4 separate regions of the Mus musculus genome follow, and all the other regions are linked to region 2. A link is a contact called in public HiCAR-type and promoter capture Hi-C data. All regions are on one chromosome and are shown on one strand. Each heading gives the region's core, a stretch centred on a gene start, on an enhancer-like site or on the middle of the called end of the contact. The rest is flanking DNA. Distances are from core to core; before and after follow the strand shown. Region 1 holds the start of Ralbp1 (ralA binding protein 1). Region 2 holds the start of Fer (fer (fms/fps related) protein kinase). Region 3 holds the start of Ddx11 (DEAD/H box helicase 11). Region 4 holds the start of Ankrd12 (ankyrin repeat domain 12).

Evidence for each region. Promoter capture Hi-C pulls out the DNA fragments that hold promoters and counts their contacts. HiCAR-type assays count read pairs that join an accessible place to other places.
Region 1: a contact with region 2 is called in a promoter capture Hi-C map of pre-B cells, with 4 times the contacts expected there. The contact joins the promoter of Ralbp1 here to the promoter of Fer in region 2. A contact is called at or near these places in 3 of 39 promoter capture datasets (embryonic stem cells, hippocampal neurons and pre-B cells) and 1 of 115 datasets of contacts at active chromatin or transcription factors (astrocytes).
Region 3: a contact with region 2 is called in a promoter capture Hi-C map of pre-B cells, with 2.6 times the contacts expected there. The contact joins the promoter of Ddx11 here to the promoter of Fer in region 2.
Region 4: a HiCAR-type map of astrocytes shows a contact between it and region 2, with 7 times the contacts expected there. The contact joins the promoter of Ankrd12 here to the promoter of Fer in region 2. A contact is called at or near these places in 1 of 39 promoter capture datasets (liver), 2 of 115 datasets of contacts at active chromatin or transcription factors (astrocytes and pro-B cells) and 1 of 9 other capture datasets (liver).

What each region holds. Positions count from the first base shown.
Region 1 is chr17:65,883,573-65,886,272 of GRCm38.p6, forward strand. Ralbp1 (ralA binding protein 1) reads right to left here and starts at 1,351. Exons shown (of 10, transcript NM_001198949.1): 1 at 1,106-1,351.
Region 2 is chr17:63,862,573-63,865,272 of GRCm38.p6, forward strand. Fer (fer (fms/fps related) protein kinase) reads left to right here and starts at 1,409. Exons shown (of 19, transcript NM_001037997.3): 1 at 1,409-1,483.
Region 3 is chr17:66,122,102-66,124,801 of GRCm38.p6, forward strand. It overlaps Ddx11 (DEAD/H box helicase 11), which reads left to right and starts at 1,419. Exons shown (of 27, transcript NM_001348292.1): 1 at 1,419-1,591.
Region 4 is chr17:66,075,713-66,078,412 of GRCm38.p6, forward strand. It overlaps Ankrd12 (ankyrin repeat domain 12), which reads right to left and starts at 1,334. Exons shown (of 13, transcript NM_001025572.1): 1 at 1,172-1,334.

The sequences.
Region 1 (2,700 bases), core at 101-2,600, 2.0 Mb after region 2:
ACTAACAGGAGTTCTTCATTTTGAAGAAGACATCCAGGACCTTGAAATCATCGAGATAATTCCTACTACAGAAAGTGATGGGACCTTTCCTTAAAGTGCTGTCTGAACACTAAACCAAAAGTAGGCTTATAACTTATCACTGAGTACTTTGTTAATAACGGCCAAGTATAGGTAATGCTACCCCAAAGCACCAGTGTTAGCCCACCCCCGTTCCATCAACACCACCAAAGCTGGGCAGTGCAACAGCTCAATGCCCACACTATAGCACTTCTGTCACAAGCACAGACCTCTAATGAAAACAGCTGTGATCTCTAAAAACCTTAGGGTACGCACGCTGCTCTCTCTGGAAGAATCCTTGTAATAATCTCCAAACTTGAACCAGCCCTACCTACTTCAGGAGACTGGAAAGTGGAGTAATTCGTCAAACCTGTTTCACAACGACATATTTAAAAGATGGAAAAAGAAAGCTGGCCTCGACTGAGAACACTCTGGTACGAAAACGCTTGAAAACGCCGTTGAGAATGGAGCTCCTAACTCCAGATCAGACAGAACACTTCTGAACCCTGGAACAAGTACCACTGCAAACAGGGTCGTCCCCTTGCCCAACGCCTGCCACGGGCGACAACAGGAGCTGTTCCCCCGACTCTACCCGGCAAACACGGAGACAGGTGGGCGAGCCAGATGCGCGAGGCAGATGCGACCCATAAACCGGAAGGCTTGCGTCAGGCCAGTCCCCGGCCGCAGCTCCGGCCAGGTGTGGCCCGCAGGGATGCCCCGAGGCCTGGAAGGGTCCGAGGAAGCAGCTGGACTCCCAACTAGCCTCTGGGTCCCAGAGCAACACAGGACACACCCGGGTGCTCCCAAGGAGGCCTGTCGGGCAGGCGGCGTGACCCACCCCAAAGGAGCAAGCTCCGGGGTGAAGCTTTCACGGACAACGTAAGGCGGGGCGGCCACGCCCCCCACCCCCAACTCCCATTCCGAGCCCGGGATCCCAAGCCCGGCACGCTGCGTGACAGGCGCGGGCGCGAGGCCGGGCGCCCGACGGCTCCCACGGACACCGCCGCAGCGTTGCGACCCCCGCGAGCGTCCGCTCCCCGCCACTGACCAGTGCCTGCCGCCGAGCGACCGTCCGCTCCGCTGCAGCCGCCGCCGCCTCCTCGCACTCACGCTTCCGCCACAACCGCCGCCTCCTGCGCTGCACCCCGGGCCGGCCGCGGGAGCCCCATTCCCACCCCGCCCAGCCTTCGCCTGTTTACAATGATTGGGACAGAACAGGACGAGCCGGCCCAGCGCGCACGCGCACGCCCTCCTCCCGCCGCAGCCGGCTTCCCGGGTCCTCGGCTCCTTGGCCGTGACGGCTAGGGCCGGCTAGGGCAAACGCCCCGCGTCCTCGCGTGGGGCACGCCGGGAGTTGTAGTTCTAGTTAACCCAACGCCCCGCTGCTGTAGGGCCCTTGTCTCCGACATAAACCACAACGCCCAGAAAGCACCGCGCCTCCCGAGCTGGAACTCGTTAAGGGGGAACAGGGAACCCGCGAGAGGATGCGCCAAACGCTAAGGCTCTGCAGGCGCCTGCGCAGTGTTCTGGGGAGCGAGTGGAACACACACACCTACCGGAGCGAATCCAAGTGAAAACAGTGTGGGAGCCCTGCGGAGCTCTGCTGGAAAGAAAGCGCGTTCCTCCCCAAGCTCTGGCCTGGTGTCCGCAGCTACTGAGAGTGACACTTTTCCCCCCAGCGTCTGCGTACTTTAAGTGGTTCCAACCAGTTAAACCAGCCTGGGCTGCTGACCCACCCCGCCTCTGGGCGGAGCACCTTGCTGGCCTTCTTTGGGCGGAGATCTTCCTTTGGAGAATTCTTGCCTGGGGGTTTGGAGAAAGGAGGCTTCTGGGGCCAGGGCTGGGCAATCCGCAGGACCCCTGAAGTGTGTTGACTTGCGGGAAACTGCTGGCTCCCACCCACTTGCCTCCGCAGTTAGCAATCCATACCCGAGTTAAAGCCGCACAGCATCACGTTCAGCTTACAAATAGAAACAGCTGCGTATCCTCCAGAAGTCCCCCACGAAGGACGGAAAACGTGTTGGCTGGTGCATACTGTAATAAACAGCACTCCATGGAATTATTCTGGGTTTATGACATTGGCAGTCAGAAGAGAGATGAGATTTCTAGTGTCTGCTTCTTCACTGATCCATCGTGTGCTACACTCCCAAGCCATCTTTGCTCAAATATGACAAGTCCATCCCCTTGTGCAAAAGAGTCACTCCCAGTGGAACACTGAGGTCCTAGAGGGACCTTTCCACAACCCCTGTAGCAATAAAACAGCCTCCATGAGAAGATGGCCTGTGAGTACGCCAGTTAAATTACTCCTTCCCGCTGGCAGTTCTGATTTGGTCAAGGGATAAGCACTGCCTGAGCGGGGCTTTATGGAGCCTTCCCTGGAATTGACATATGGGATAATGAGGTGGGGAAAGAGGCTTTTTTTTTTTTTTTTAACTGAGTAATTTACGTGTAACATCACGTGACTCGTTCACCGTGGAAGTGAATAAGGCTGAAAGCAGAGAAGTGGGGGACACAGCAAGGGAGAGGGAAAAGCAAGAGTGAAGACTGACTTCCTTCTGAGCCATAGTTTCTGCAGAGCCTTTAAGTGCCGCGTTTACGTGAGCCAATCCAGGAGTAATCTATGCACACTTTTTTTTATTATTT
Region 2 (2,700 bases), core at 159-2,658:
TGGGTGATAAGGTGAACTTCTGCTATCTGTGAACTTAGAAAAACACCGACTCCCAGGTTTGTTAGTGGCTTCCCATAGCCTGGCTGAGGTTCATCTAAGGTTTCAAGTGCTCTAACAACGATTCACAACTCTTGTGCATTCCACGTTCTTGAAAAAGATATTCCTGGACCATAAATCTGACAAGAGAACTTTATAATTGTTTTCTGAGAAAAAGGGGGAGAGACTCTCATCCATTTTCAACTGTAAGATATCTGTGTCCTTAAAGTATGTTTTGGTTTCTTGGTCTTTGAAACTGACTTAAGTGAATAACCATTTAGAATTTTAAAAAGTATTAATTCTTCTTTGGCTCTAATCTAACTCAAAGGTTTAAGGGTGGGAGGGGAAATGGAGCTGTCAGACTTGTTGCAGGCGACGAATGTGAATGTGGCTGAGCTCACGTACAAGAGGACACTGCCTTAAAAAGCGTGCTACAGCAATCCCGAGAGTGACGCTCCATGAACACCTATCACAGAGCTCCAGATCACCTACTAAGATCTGTTCAGGTCCACCTTACTCCTGTTTTGTACCAAATTGGCAAAGGAGCGCTTCGGAAAACAGCCCTCACTGGAAGAACACATCAGTTTAGGCCCTCGCTTTCTAGACTTTCCTAGAGGTAAGTACTTTCGAGGGGACCGCTCCCAGGACTCGCGGCTCTCTTTGCAGAGCATCCTCATGTTTCCAGAGAATGTCAGCTCGTTAGCGTCTGACACTGCAGGCACAGGAGCGGGAAAGGCAGTTCTGAGCACACCGCAGAAACGCAAAGCCGATTTAAAGGAATCCACGTTACAGCACACGCAAGCAGAGCGCGGGAAGGTAGAGTTCGCTGCACAGCCAGCTCGGGGTGGGAAGGAGAGCCGGCCCTCGCCGGTCCCCCGCGGGCGCTCCACGTTTCGTCACACCTCCTTTCCGGCAGGGCCGCGGGGCTGACCCTTCCGGGCGGCCTCAGCTTATCACCCGGACAGGCTACTTCCCGGCTTTGGCCCCGCGAGTCTCCGGAGTTTCCTGTCAGGCTCCCTCGGTCTCCGCGCCCATCCCACCGCTCAGGCCGACGGCTGGGCTCGGAGAAGCGGGATCTTCTACGCGAGAGACCGCAAGAACAAGCTTCGACGGGAAACAGCACGCAGGGCGGTGGCCACGGCCCACGCCTCCTCACGCCCGCAACTCCAGCCTCCGCCCACTCGCTGAGCTCCGCCCCTCGCGGGTCCGAGCCAATGGGCCGCGCCCGCCTCCTGGGAGGTTGTAGAAGAGGGGGTTGGGGCCGGTGGCAGCGCCCGCCCCTTGCTCCTTCTCATTGGCTAAACTCTCGGGGTGCCCGGAGACCGGAGTGTAGCGGGATTGGCTGTCGAGCCTCGCAACGGTGGCGCCTATTGGCTGGAGCAGTCCCCGTGACGCCGGGTGGCGACTGGCTCCCGGGTCTGAGGGGCTTCTGCTTGTCAGGTTCTAGGTAGGTGCGTTTCACGCCGCCGTCCGTAGGCACCGTTGCCCGGGGCAACGCCCCGGGAGGTGGGAAGGAGGCCGGAAGGCGAGCGCAGCGCGGGGGTAACCGTTCCCGCCTGCAGGGGGGCGCCGGGCTTTTGGCCCAGCGGACGCGGGCTGTGCGGAGGCGCTTCCTCTGCCCTCAGCCAGCTCGGTCCCCTGCCGGGGCTGCGGGGTCACACTCGCCTCATCCTACCCGCGCGACGGAACGTTCCGGGTTGGGCTTGGGTCCGGGCTGCTCACCCGGCCCGCCAGGCCCGCCCCTCCTACCCGCCCGGGACCCGGAGGCTGAGGGGGCGGTGCCGGCCGTGGCGGGCGCTTGGCCCCGCCCCGTCGCGGGTCGCGGGTGTGCGGGGCGTGGGGCGGGGTTGGGAGCTGCTGCGGTGGGGAGCCCGCACCCTTTCCCTTCTTGCGCTCCTCCGACGCTCGCCCACGGTGCCCACACCCCTTCTGGTCTCCTCACCCGTCGCCGCCCTCTCCTGTGGCACCCAGCCCCGAGAGTTCCCGCAGCCCCTTTCATCAGGACCCTCTGACCCTGTGTCGCCTCGCTTCAGCTTCACGTCCCACTGCCCCTTTGGTTCAGGGCAGCCTTTCAGAAGTCCGGCCCAGGGAGACTTCTGGAGGCATCTGGACTTGTCAGGGGTGATTTTTTCCCTAAGGGCTTTTTAGGGGTCTGAGGTATTTGGAGGCACCTTTGTGTCTTCCTTGGACTCCTCTTAAGATCAGCCCTCCGAAAGGAGTTCATGAGATTAGTTTTGGTAAGAGCTAGGGCTCCTTTGAACAATTAAGTTTCCATGAGGTGGTCGCTTGGAACTCTGTGCATTTGTGATTTTTGTTGGGCATGCCATTGCAATTTCAGTTTGTTCGGGCAGCCTTTCATTTTCAATATCTTATGACGTAAGAGCAATGAGGCTTTTGATACTTTTACTTCGGAAGAAGCTGTATATATTCACAATGGTCTCACGGTCACCCTAACATATGCTACTCCAACATGTACAGGAGTTTTCAGGCATTTTTCAGAAAGAACCTTCTCAACCTGAAGTCACCGTATATAAACGTCTGATGTCAGAGAATCTAAAGATAAGGCCCACAGTATTTTAGTGGTTAACATCTAAAAAATACTTTGCAGTCCATCTGTGAAATAAGAACAGGTTTAAAGGAAAAGTATTGCAAAATACATGGTGT
Region 3 (2,700 bases), core at 169-2,668, 2.3 Mb after region 2:
TCAGGACCTCTGGAAGAACAGTCAGTGCTCTTAACTGCTGAGCCGTCTCTCCAGTCCTGTTTTTGGTTTTTAGAATATCTACAGGGACAAGACGATGCTTTCCAAACAGAGGCCCTAAGAACATTGAGTCTTAGGACTGCTTAAGATCCTGGGTTTTCACCAGACAGTGCAGGCCTTTAATCCCAGCACTCAGGAGGCAGAGGCAGGTGGATCTTTGCATTTGGGGCCAGCCTGGTCTACTGAGGGAGTTCCAGGACAGCCAGGGCTACACAGAGAAACCCTGTCTTGGGAAGAGAGAGAGAGAGAGAGAGAGCGCTGAGATAATCAGACATAGCCCTCCACTCTGAAACTTGATACAATCAAACTTTAGGGAACAGTAACTCAGTCCCAGAGCCCGGAATTGGGGTTAAGGAGCTAGAAGCGAAATCACATATAGCCCTTCTCCCTCTTCTACTGCAAGCTCTGTCTTGAGCCTTTCAAGCATATGTATAGATGACAACAGAACCAACAGAATAATCAAAGGCTCACAGATCCCACTGGGGACTAAATCCCACAACTGCCAGGCTCCCTATAAAATGGACACTAAAGGGCAAAGAACTAATCTTTCTTACATCTCTCTGCAAAAGAGCGAGAAGGGCACCAAGCTTGAGGGTGTGGTTAGGATTTTTAGCCACAGCCTCTGAAAATGGATCATGTTCAGTGTCCCTAGTGCAATAAACAGAGACGTTTATAGTGACCAATTGCTACACCTCCCGTGCTGTGTGTGCTTTTGTAACTAGTGACAGAAAACCAAATCTCAATGGACTTACTGTTCCCCAGAGCCTGTCAATTTTTTTTAATTCTGCGTTACACTACAGGAACAGTTTCTAAAAACAATCACCATAGTAGTACACCTTTGTCATGATTGTGAAACAGATTCAATATCTATAGTAAGGAGGAAACATAAATACATGCATGATGAATGACCTCATCAAAAACCCTCTTAGTACTTAGTGGCTTGTATACATCTGATATTTGATAGTTTCTCTTTTCTACATTTAACATTCTTTGAGAAATCTATTTGAATCTTGGGGGCTGGTGAGATGGCTCATCGGTTAAGAACACTGGCTGCGCTTCCAGAGGTCCTGAGTTCAATTCTCAGCAAGCACATTCTGGCTCACAGCCATCTTTAGGGAGATCTGATGTCCTCTTCGGGCAATTGCGGATGTATATGCAGCAGAGCACTCATACATTAAATAAATACAATTTTTTAAAAAGCGCAATATTTCTGGGGAAACAACAACAACAACCCCCAATAGCCGGTAATACAAAAAAACTAATATGGAAGGTTAGATCAAAGCTCAAACACAGTTCTAATCCAGGCAATATTGAAGCACAAGGCCCGCGGTTGAGCGGCAGCGCGCAGGCGCAGTGGCTCGGGGGCGTGGCCACGTGGAGGGTTTTCTGCGTGCGCGCATGCTCCTTCAGTGAAACTGCAGTTTAAATTCAGCCGCGGCGGCCAGGCTCGCTTGCCGGCCTCAGTGAGGCGGTCCTGCGGTGGCGATCGAGTTCGGTGCTGTGTGGGAGAAGCGCTGCGACCGAAGGCAGAGAGGTGAGAAGGGCACACTCGAGCGGAGGCGGAAGCCGAGGAGGCTGCCAGGGGGCAGGGTTAGCCGAGCGCGCCCTACGGCCGGACGTGGGGGCGGAGGCGGCGTGGGATGGATTGGAGCGAGTGGCAGCCCAAGTATAGTGGCGCCTTCGGTGAGTGTACGTAACAGGTTGGATTCTAAAATGTAGAGAGTCTGTTTTAAACGATTTTCAGGGGTTATTGTATATAGTGAAGTCAGGTGAAGACACAGGTTGACTGATAATGAACTTGAGATCCAATTTGGCAGTGTGCCTCAGGGACCATACTGTTGCATTCTCGGCTGCACTGCCCCCCCCCCCTTTTTTTTAAGGTTGAGGAAGTTCGGGAAGTCGACCACATTTTGATGGAAGTGGCATAAAAGTAGGATTAAATAATAAATACATGGTCCCTGCATGCAGGACCCTGTCCTGAAATCCCGGCTAGCTTGCAGTTCTCATGTACAGGGTTTCCCTGCCTGCCCGCAGCCCGGGTTCCTGGTTTTCCCAGACGGCGACATTCTTCACCTCCGAGTGCATCATTTCAGGAAATCTCCTGTTTAGCCTTGCTAAGTTCTCTGTTGTACTTAGGTGAGCTTGACCATAGCAGAGCGCTTCGCACCTGGGTTAAATGCGTACTTTTTCTTCTTTAATGCTACTTACTCCTTAACACCCAGCCGCTTTCGGTTGTAGATTAAGCTCTGGGCAGCTGCTAGGCGAGGGCTCCACTAGTGAGCAGTGTCTCCAGCCAGCAGTTCTGTCATGATATCCGTGATAGGTTAAGTGAAATTAAGAAGGGGGTGGGGTGGGGGCTCTGAAGAGTGCTTAACACATGTTAGATGCTCAGAATCTGTGGTTACCTTTAAAAACTTACTTTTACTATTTTATGCATAGTTTGTATGTCTGGATCCTCTAGAACTGGAGTTAGAAACAATTGTGAGTTGCTGTGTGGGTGCTAGGAATTGAACCTGGGTCCTCTGGAAGAGCAGCCAGTGTTCTTAACTACTCCGCCATCTCTCCATCTCTTGTTGGCTACATTTCTTTACCCTCTCTTCGTGTTTTAGTGGTTTTCCAGTTGCATAGCTCTTTTTATTACTG
Region 4 (2,700 bases), core at 84-2,583, 2.2 Mb after region 2:
ATCAAGAGAGCACATTTTGGCAGTTCTGAGTTAATCTCCAGGAAAGCCTTTGTGTAACGCTTTAAGAAAATGAAAAAAAGATCAGTAAGCAAGATTTTTAAAGGCCTACTTGGGCATATGTTTTTAATGAACAGATGACTTACTGGGATAGTTCATCTTTCTTTATAATTGACTCAGGCCATTTTAAAATAAGAAGAAACACATGGCTGAGAATGCAGGTTCGTCTCAACCACAGAATTAACGATAATCCCTGAGCGTCACTGATCGCCGGATTTGCAACATACTTCGCCCCAGTTCAAGGGGTGTCCAGCGGAAATTACAGTCCCTACAACCACACTGCTTCAAATGTTTCCGACGTACTCAACTAGTGCAATACTGTTCATTTCCATCCTCAACTATTCTCGCTGTAATTATTAAAACAGCTGTCAGCTGGGCTTCGGTGACCTCTTTGTACAGCGTTTTTATTCAACGCCGTGGATCCTGAAGGATGCGTCATCTCCATCTTACTCTCCAAAAACCAGATCTAAGATTCCAATACGCTCTAAGGGTCTCTGAACATCATTCCAATCGGAACTGGCACAAACTAGACCTGATCGCTCAACGCGGCAAGGGCAGGTCGCACTGGCATTTAGGACAGAACTGGCTCCGGCGAGCCGCAGCTCTTTCGCTTTCACGCACCTCTCCCGGGACCATCGCGCCTCCTACGCCCCGGCCCGCACCGAGTCTCCGACAACCGCGCACGCAGCGCCGCTGGCACCGGGAGCGCGCGGCGGCACGGCGCGCCCCCGCGATGCCGTCCGTCCCGGTGCGCTGGCGGCGCCCTCCCGGCCGCGCCATGTTCCGGTAAGCGGCGGCCAAGGCGCTCGCGCTAGCCGCCGCCCGAGCGTCGCCCAGCGGCGGCCCCACCTGCGCCGCGACCCGTCAGGATGCCGGGCGGGGCGGCCACCAACGGCCTGTCACGGTCCGGCCGGCCGCGCCGCGGGCTGGGCTGGGCCGAGTGGCGCGTAGCACACGGCTGGGCGCGGCTGGCAGAGGCGCAACCCCCCTACCTGGCTCCGGGGAGGAGACGGGGCACCGGGCTGAGGGTCTCCTCCCTGGTACCCGGGACAGACTCGAAACCGCGCCCTCCTTCCTCCCCTCTGGTCGCCACGCCCCCCTGGCCCGCACAGACCCGAGGCTCAGCGGGCGCAGAAGGGTTCACCCCCTGAACGAGGACCTCCGGGTGGCCGCCGCTGCCGGTGTCTCCGTCGCCGCTGCAACAGCCCCTGATGCCGCCGGGGCCAGGCTTAAAAACATCTCCGGTCTTGGTCGGTCTCTCACCACAGCCTCCTTGCTCCTGGACAGCGTTCTCCGCGATTGGCTGCGGCGCGAGCACGTGACCCGGGCGGACACGTGACTCCTGCAGGCACGGGACGGGCGGCGTGACCGCCGTGCCCCGCCCCCGACGCGCCCGTCCCTGGGCTCCCCGGAGGAGCGGAGCGCGCGGCGGCGGGTGGCGTTCTTGGGGAGCGAAGCGGAGCGGGTGGAGGGGGCCGGAAGTCCTGGAGCCGCGTGGGAGTCGGAGCAGCCCTCGAGCCGTCGGCCGGGGAGCTCCTCACGCGCAGTCACCACCACCGGAGATGTGCAAAAGGCGGCATGGGTGCTGGCGCCCGGCGGAGGAAACGCACATATTTTTGCAGGGTTTGAGTTGGGACGGCAAAACCAGCCGGAAACCGGGAGGGTTTTGTTAGCGGTGGTCGTGCGGGCGGGAGGGCACCGCAGCACTGTGGGGCAGGTCCGGGTTGCGTGACTGAGCCGCTTCGTGCGGCGCGGGCCGAGGGATGTCCCAGCCAGACGCACTCTGTTCCCAAAGCACGGCTCTAAGCACTGCTTGCAAAGAACGCATCGGTAAGCTCAGTTCTAGCCATGCGATCCTGTGACCTTTCTGAGCAGAAATTTCACCAAATTTGTTCCTGTGGTACTAAGTCTCATAGGGCGTGTGAGGAAATTTTACCATCGCAGCAGCTTGTCCTCAGACTTCCTTCTGAATACTTTAATCTACAGCGGTTAGCCTGCAACCGTTGTGCTTTAACCACCCTAAGAAGTTACATACTCCACAGGAAACCATCTTCTCCCTCTTCGTTAACTGTGGCCTCCTTCAGTATCCGTTAGTATCTTAATGATTTTAAGACAGTCCTATCAATAATAAGCTGTAAATTCTGATGTGAGTTTTGGGCTTGACAGGGACATAAACCTTCATTAAAAAAAAAAATCAGGATAGATTGTCTTCCATTGTTCTCAGCTATAAAAAACTTTCAGTATGAACAGTCTTCTAGAGAAATCTGTGTATGTGTGAACTGGGGACTGAAGCTCTGCCCTTGCTCATGCCAACCAAGTACCCAACAGTGGTGTATAGTGAGAGCTATATTTCTGGTGAAAACTTAACTTTAAAGACCTACCTTAGACCCTAAATCATAAGCACTCACAACCAGTTAGTCTTTTTATATAGGCAGAGCTGGAGAGATGGCTCTGGGGTTAAAAGCACTGTTTGAAGACCTAGATTCAGTTGTTCCCAACACCCACAAGACCACTCAAAACCTTATGTAACTTCAGTTCCTGGGTGTCCACTGCTCTCTTCTGGATTTGGTGCACACCACGAGCACAGGCAAAACACTAATCCACATAATATAAATCAAATCTAGCTTAAAAAAAAAAAAAGAC